Linked DNA regions of Rattus norvegicus: region 2 is linked to region 1. The links are chromatin contacts, called in public Hi-C maps. All regions are on one chromosome and are shown on one strand. Each heading gives the region's core, a stretch centred on a gene start, on an enhancer-like site or on the middle of the called end of the contact. The rest is flanking DNA. Distances are from core to core; before and after follow the strand shown.

Region 1 (4,267 bases), core at 1,194-3,693:
TTCTAAGCATCACAATATGAATGGTCATCAGCTACATAAAAGTGGGAACTTTTCCAGACCTTGGATGCTCAAGTGATCAAGCTGTACCACCCCTAAGAACCTCACAAAGGCAGCTGTAATTCAACAACTTGTGGCATCTTCTGAGGTACCTCCTTGTCCTAAAACACCACAGGAAGCTTTCTAAACCAGAATAGACACTACAATACTCACTAGCGCTCAAAGAGCAAATGGCAAAGAAGCAAGCATCCTGGCATGGGTATGCAAGAAAAGCGCCACAGCTTTCCCAAATGCTTCCAGTCAGCTAGAGTGACTAAGTTAAGAAAAAACGACTCTTACTAAAACAATCAAGTCATGCCTAAATGGTAAATAGAAATAGAGATTTCAAGACCAGAATAACTTGTGACACAAGGATACAGTCACAAAATCAAGTGGGACTTACAAGGTTTATAAAAAAAAAATTAAAAATTAAAAAATAAAACAAAAAGTCTGGTGCTTGTATCTGCAGTCACATCAGGAGGCTGGGAACTATGCTGTCTCTTGTGAGTTAAACGTAGCCACTGGACTCCAAAACCCCAACTTCCCCACTCCTTGTCTTTCCAGGGTCTAGACCAGCAAACTTTGATTAGCTTAGGTGGTCATAGCAGAAGCCAAAATGCTATTTCCTTGTCCTATTTAAGTGACTATGTTAAGAATAAGATCCAAGAGGGGTTGGGGATTTAGCTCAGTGGTAGAGCGCTTGCCTAGGAAGCGCAAGGCCCTCGGTTCGGTCCCCAGCTCCGAAAAAAAGAACCAAAAAAAAAAAAAAAAAAAAGAATAAGATCCAAGAAACAGAGAAACATGACTTTTGCCTAAAATATCATTAATTCTTTGGGGAAGAAAAATGACAATCAATTTGATACCATGCTGCTACACATATAAGTAAGGAAAAATGTCACGATTATGAAACCAGGTTGCTTGGAACTTCATTTGAAACTAAAAATTTTAAGATCACAGTATACAAGCTGGGAGCAAAACACTAAGTCTAGTTTGAGGAGCAGGGTAATTACTGCCCTCTTTCTTCAAGTACTAAAGACTTCCTTAAATCACTTAACCACATTTAGGTATCTTCTGTTTAATATGTCATTTTTACATAACAAGTCCCTGGTCTTATCAGCTCATCTCACAAGTTACCAGTCCAAACAAGGCTCTCTTTGAAAGAATACCTTAAATTTTTTCAGCAGAACATTAGAGAATGTTCTGAGTGCTGTCAACATTCAAATTACATGAACTTCACTAAGAATTTCCAGCAAATCATTTTTCCTTCATACTGTTCTAGTGCAAATCCACCCACTACCCAGCGGGGAGCAGCAGGCTAAATTCTTGGGGGCCATTCAACCTACTTGAGGTATGAGGGGGTGTGCAGGAGATGGATGCTAGAATGCACGCCCTCTTGATGCCTACATTCTTCTCTGGAGTCAATGATTACAAAAATGAGCAATCTTATTAGGAATCGCTGATTAGCCCCAGCACAGACACACAAAGCAAGGTATGAATGAATGCTCCTCTAAGGAGACAACTTTCCAGGGAAAATTAGAGAGAGGAAGGTGGAGGGGATGGTGGGGGGTTGGGAGATGTCAAGGCTTGGTGGCTAGAGGATGACAAACCCCTAAAACATGCAAATGCCAAGGGGTGGAACAGAAAAAGATGCCAAGGACATGAATAACCTGGCACCTGACCCAAATGAACTCAGTTCAAGACCGTGATCATTCAGGACTTGGCGTCCTCCTACAAGGCTGACCATAATAATAAAAGGAAAGAAAGGTACCTGTCTCAACCGGTCAGTTGCACCTTCCAACTACACAACTGTGCAAAACCATCCTCCCCCCTAGACCAGAGAAACTGAAAGAAAAAGCAAAACACGCCATTAGCGAGGACAGGCTGCTCTTCCGGGAGCGAAGCCATCAACACCCCACAAAACAGCACAGGCGTGAGGTACCATAACCAGAGACTCCCCTGCCTCCTGCAGCCTTTGGAAGCCAGGTAGGATCCGGCCTCAGTTTCCCCATCTGTCAATGACGGCGGGCCAGAGAGAGAGACTGAGTCCTGTGCTGCTCCTACCCAAGCCCTACGGTGCAGGAGTCCCGCGACTCGGGAGCCCTCCGGGAGGCTGGAGGTGGGCAGCCGCGGTTGACGTCAGAAGCTCGTCGGCCCGGGGCAGCTAACGGGCGGGCGCTGAGGCCCGACGGTCGCCTCCGCCGCTCAAGGCGCCCGAGGCAGGGCAGGAACACTAGAGACCTAGCTTCAGCCGCGCGGCCGCGCACACTCACCCGCCTCGGCCGCCGCCCAGCGCCGCAGCCCAGGCTTCAGAACCGGCGTCCCGGGCCGGCCCGGCACCCCACACCCACCACCCCAGTATTTACCTCAGGCGCGCGGGCCCCCGCGCAGCCGAACCTGCTACCTGGGCCCGCCCCCACCTGCCCCGCCTCCGAACCGCCCGCGGGGAGGGAGGAGCGGGGGCGGGGAGGATAGAAGCCACGCTAGCCAATCACATCCAGAGAACCGTCCCTGCGCGCGATCTGATTGGTTATTCCTGTAACAGACCTTCTTCCAATGGCTGCCGGCACGGTGCTAGCAGAAGGGACTTTCCGCTTGGTCAAGCTCGGTGGAGCCAAAGGAAAAGCGAAAGGGCGGAGCAGAGGAGAAATAGTGGGGGCGAGGAGCGATGGCTGATTGGGCAAAAGGCTGCCGGTGCCACGTCACCATTGGCTGGAACCACATCTGGGCGGGGCGCTGTGCTCCCAGCTCCACCCTCCTTGCGCAGGTCTTGGCTCTTGGCTTAGTTGTCAAAACTAAGGTGGGAAGAGATCCAGAGGAGAACTGAGAATAGTTTTCAGGATTCCATGAAAGAGCAAAGCTTAGAATCACACCTAGAGTCAATGTTTTCTTTCTCAGTTTCTCAACATGTAACATGGAGAGCTCCCAACCGTGCTGAGCCTCAATTTCCTCATCTGTAGAATGGAGGTGTTAGTACCACCTGTCTTACCGGATTATTGTGAAATGCTTCATAAGTATCTCCTAACAGTAGGCTTTCTGTTTTTTTTTTTTTTTTTTGGCTCTTTTTTTCGGAGCTGGGGACCGAACCCAGGGCCTTGCGCTTCCTAGGCAAGTGCTCTACCACTGAGCTAAGTCCCCAACCCCCTTTTTTTTTTTTTTTTTTTGTATTTTTTTTTTTTTAACAGTAGGCTTTCTGGACAAACTGAAGCTCTTTCTGCCCTAACATGGGGTCTGGGAAACCTGCTGTTTTTTGAACTTCTGTGGCCACCTCTCTCAGGTTGGAGAGAGTCTCCTAAGGATAAAGAAAGGCTTTCGACCCTCTACCTTACCCAGGACTGCGTCCCTGGCCACCAGCCGGAATTGAGGATATAGTGAAGGATCTTTCAATTAGAAGGAAGGATTCTGACTCCCAAAAGTGCTCAAAATATTTAATGAAACTCTTTTTTTTATAATCAGCCCCAGAGCCTGGCAGCCTGGCAGCACATGCCTCGCTTCACTGGATAGTCCTCTTAATTAATTCCTTCTCTTTTGACATTTTAACTACTAATTATGAGAAAGGTAATTAATACTGAGAAAGTGAGGTGTGTGTGTGTGTGTGTGTGTGTGTGTGTGTGTGTGTGTGTGTTTAATCATGACACAAATTTCCCCAGTGGAGACTGCCGTGTTTCTGAAAATCCAAAGAACGGAAACCAATAAGAACATAGAAGCAGCAGATGGGTGCTTACTAACAGTTAAAGCTCACCACTCCTCTCCCCGATGAAATTGGCATCTTTTGAAAACTGAAGCCTCAACTCTCTCCTGTCTTTCGTTGGTATACACATATCCTGTTGCCGGCCTCCAGAGCTCAAGCAACATGATATAGATCATTAGTGACACGCGGTGACCTTAGACAACATTCCCCTGAGGACCTGAATCCTCCCATGATACGGACAGGATTCGGAGATCCAACCTGGCTGTGTAGGAGAACATCTCAGCCTGAACACTGGTTTTGCTTGACTCCATCCAATAAGGAAAAGAGTTGAGGAAGTGGGCTTTGGGAATCTTTTAGTGAGTCAAGCAGTCCTATCTTCTCCAGATTGCCAGAGTCCTCCCATTCTGTCTTCTCTCCTCAAATCCTTTCTCTCCTGCTCATTGCCCCGGGGCTCCTGGAGACATGATTTGCCGCTCCTGGTTGAAGCATCTTTTTGTCCTTTCTGGTAGTGGCATCTGGTACAGGTGACCGCGTACCTCACTT
Region 2 (4,015 bases), core at 1,424-3,923, 340 kb after region 1:
ACTCTGCTTCTCTGCCTCTCTCTCTGCCACTCTGCCTCCCTGCCTCTCTGCCTCCCTGCCTCTCTGCCTCCCTGCCTCTCTGCCTCCCTGCCTCTCTGCCACTCTGCCTCTCTGCCTCTCTGCCTCTCTGCCTCTATGCCCCTCTGCCCCTCTGCTTCTCTGCCTATTGCCTCTGCAGTACTGGGATTAAAGGTGTGAGCCTCAAGTCCAGCTCAAATTGGGTTTTCTATCACTTGCAAACGGCAGGGTCCTAAAATATCAGCCTTTCATCTCAACACTGGAATTCAAGATTAAGCTACAGGGCTGGGGTAGCTCGGCTATAGGCCATTTACCTAAAAATGCATTACCTAAAAGTAGCAGTGAAGGGACTCTGGCCAGCTCATGTGTGGCAAGCATGGCTCTAACAGGCCTTGTCCTTCTGCCCATTCTCTCTGCCTTGCTAAATATTTAAAACTAGCCACCAAAGTCTATTCCCTTGTTTGGCTAATTCCTCCTCCTGAAGTTACCCTCCGGGGTCCAGCTATCAAAAGCCCACTTTGGCTAACCTAATTAACATGCCCAGTCAAAATTAAACGCCTCATCCTGGCACTCAGTTTTCTCCTTTTACCTGTGAACCCTGTCTGTCTCCTTTGTATCCAGAGACAGTCCTGGGACAAATACCCATCTCCCTTCTCCCTTGTCCTCTTCCCCTTCTCCTATATCCTCCATCTCCTGCCTTTGTGTCTTACTCCCTGGCCTTTGTGTCTCTGAAGCAACTAAACTTCTTTTGTGCTGAGAACCTGGTCTTGGAGTGTCTTGAGCTGACTTTGAGGTTTCCTACAGAGGTTTACTTCCCTAGCGTACCACACATGGAAATAAATATACAAATCTTGCTGGGAAAAATCATCCAAGAGTCCAACTTGGTGTTGGTTTTTGTTGTTGTTGTTTCAATTTATGTGTGTGAGATTGTATCTAGGTGCACTGAGTGAATGCAGGTGCCCAAGGAGTCAGGACAAAGCAGGAGACATCGCCCTGAAACTGGAGTTACAGGTTCTGTGAGCTGGTGGATGTGTGTATGTACTGGGAACTGAACTCGGGCCTTCTGGAAAAACAGCAAGTGCTCTAACTCCTGCGTCTTCTCTCCACTCCCAAGTCCACTTCTGAGTACAGTAGAAATGATCGCTATCAGATTCTTTCTTCGGGACAAAAAGAAATCGTAAGTTTATTTTACAAAACATATAGGGCACTATAAAGGGCATATAGAACCCTTTGTACTGTGTGTAGTAACTAATGAAAAGGATTGAGACTCCAGTTCAGGCCTGGATTGAATACTGATTCTACATCTGACCCCTACCTTACTTCCTTCTGTGGGCATCCATTTCCTCCATTATAAAATGGAAATATAAATATTACCTGCTTTTTCTATTTTGTAAAATCGTCACACACACACACACACACACACACACACACACACACACCACACATACCACACACACACACACACCACACACACACAAACACACACACACACCACACACACACACACACACACACACACACAAACACACACACACACCACACACACACACACTGACAGGGCTTTGTTTCCTGTGTTTCCCAGACACCTCTGGACATGTGACATTGAGCACTATTTTTAGATAGCATGTCACTATGTAGCCCTGGCTAGTCTGGGATTCAGTCCTCCTGCCTTAGAGTTGCTGGGATGCGCCAGCACACACGCCCACGCGTGCACCACCACACCCACACCCAGCACAAGCAGATCTTAAACGTGGCTTATCTGTGCCAGTGGACAAAATTGTCAGTGAGCCACTGCCCAGAAGGGCTGGGCACCCAGAGATAAGAGAACAGGAAGGGCACTGACCAACCCACGAACAAGTTAGAAGCAGACAAAGCAGCAGGCAGCCTGGGCCTCCCTGGGGAGCCAATAGTTGCAACTTCATCAGCTTTTCTCAGCAAGTTGTAGCTAATTTCTAGACCCTTAGCTTTCTTTTCTTTCCAGTTATTTTAGCATATAAATTGTATTTTTAAACCACAAAGAAAAACATAAAACTAAAGGAATCCATCCCCATACCGTCCTGGTCATCTGAAATAATCAAATTAAGCAGTGCTGTGTTTCCAGCCTTTGAATCCATGCCACACCTTCACTTCCGGTCTCGCTTTCCAAGTGCACTGCTCCACACTTGATGCGTTTTATTTAGTTAACTTCTTGCAGGCTTTACCCTACCGTCAACAAACCTTTGTTTTTGTTCTTTCTGTATCTATTTGTTTGTGTAAGGGATGCAAATGGATGTAAACGTTAGAGGACAACAACTTTCAGGATTAGAGTCTCTCCATCATGTGGAACCTGGAGATCAAACGAAGATCATTAGGATTGGCAGGACCAGTATTCTTGGTTCTGCCAGATCCGGTACAGATGGAGTTCAATACTATTGTTAAAGACAAGAAACAAAAGTGAAGAAAAGTTAAAACGACTCAAGAAAGGAGGGAAGAGAGTCAGGGAAGAAAAAAAGTCAGAGAGGCGGGCCCCGCCTCCGAGCCCGCCCCCAGACACGGCCCCGCCCTCCACCACAGGCTGCAGCGCCGCCTCCGGCCGCCAGGGGCCACTACGCGCCGCAGCCTGCACCCAGACCGCTTGGTGGCCCTTCTCTCCCGCCGGTGCGCCGGCCTCTCGCCCTCCCGCCACTGCTTTCGCGCTTCTGCCGCGTCCCGCGCGTGGTCTTCTCGTGAGGGACCTCGCGCCGCCGGGCGCGTGCCGTCCCCCTGCCTCGCGGCGCGGGGTCTCGCGGGCCCCGCTCCCGCCCTCCGCTCGCCTGGCCCGGACCGGAAGCGGCGCCGCACGGCCTGGGCCTGGCGCGGGGGGCGGGCTCTGGGGCCCGGTGGGACATGGGCAAGAAGCACAAGAAGCACAAGTCGGACCGACACTTCTACGAGGGTGAGGAACCACGGGCCTGCCAGCAGAGCCGCGCCGCCCCTGCCCGCCAGGCCCCGACCCGCGGAGATCCTCCGGCGGGGCGGCGTTCGACTCGGGCCTGCCGGCCCCGGCGGGTGTTCGTGGGGCGCTGGGAGGTGGGGCGCCAGCTCTCGGTCTGCCCCGAGTCAGCCTGCGCCCTGCTCTTGTTTCAGAGTACGTGGAGAAGCCCCTGAAGCTAGTCCTCAAAGTGGGAGGGAGCGAAGTCACTGAGCTCTCCACGGGCAGCTCCGGGCACGACTCCAGCCTCTTCGAAGACAGAAGCGACCATGACAAACACAAGGACAGAAAACGGAAAAAGAGGAAGAAAGGAGAGAAGCAGGCTCCGGGGGAAGAGAAGGGGAGAAAACGGAGGAGAGTCAAGGTAAAGGTGGCTATATTGCTTATGGCCCGTGTCCAGCTCCTTATCCCTCTATCCAGTGGGACACCAAGGGACCTGGGAAGTCTGGCTTTGTGGGAGTAAGACAGACCTGAAGCCTGAATCGCCTGGGAGCTCAGCAAGTCTTGTCTTAGGTATCCTCTCGAGCACTCTCGCTGTCCCCACACATCCTGCAAGCAACTGAGTCCTGGTCTTCTGTGGCTGCCTCAAAGGCTGTTTTTATAATTGTCCTGGAAGGGTGAGAAGTTATTCACCACAAAGCGTGGGGGGTTTTGCAAACGTAGCTGTTCTTCAGAAGTGAAGGCGATCTACAGGTGTCCACATGTTCTTCTGAAATAAGCTATTTTAATGCCAAATCGAGCTGACGAGGTGTGGCGATGGCACGTGCCTGTAATCTCAGCACGCAGGAGACTGAGGCCACCCTGTGCTGCTGCTGCTGCTGCTGCTGCTGCTGCTGCTGCTGCTGCTGCTGCTTAATGCAACTGTCTCCCTAAAAAAGAGTCAAGTTTAAGACTCTTGAAAAGAGCCTAAAATAATTATAAGCCAAGAGTAAAAAATAAACAATCATTTTCATTAAATAGAAAAGAATAAGTATCTAATGTCTTGATTTACCAGGTAGGCTGAATAGTGTGAATTAACTTAGTAACTGGAGCCATCCATATCTGAAA

Evidence for each region. A called contact is a pair of places that touch in the nucleus more often than the background predicts.
Region 2: a contact with region 1 is called in a Hi-C map of mammary epithelial cells, with 2.3 times the contacts expected there. The contact joins the promoter of Brd7 here to the promoter of Cyld in region 1. A contact is called at or near these places in 2 of 12 Hi-C or Micro-C datasets (frontal cortex and mammary epithelial cells).

Annotation. Positions count from the first base shown.
Region 1 is chr19:34,544,675-34,548,941 of GRCr8, forward strand. It overlaps Cyld (CYLD lysine 63 deubiquitinase), which reads right to left and starts at 2,444. Exons shown (of 17, transcript NM_001017380.1): 1 at 2,400-2,444.
Region 2 is chr19:34,879,631-34,883,645 of GRCr8, forward strand. Brd7 (bromodomain containing 7) reads left to right here and starts at 2,674. Exons shown (of 17, transcript NM_001401243.1): 1 at 2,674-2,932; 2 at 3,124-3,332. The coding sequence starts at 2,884. LOC120098503 (a long non-coding RNA gene) reads right to left here and starts at 3,844. Exons shown (of 5, transcript XR_010060124.1): 1 at 3,439-3,844.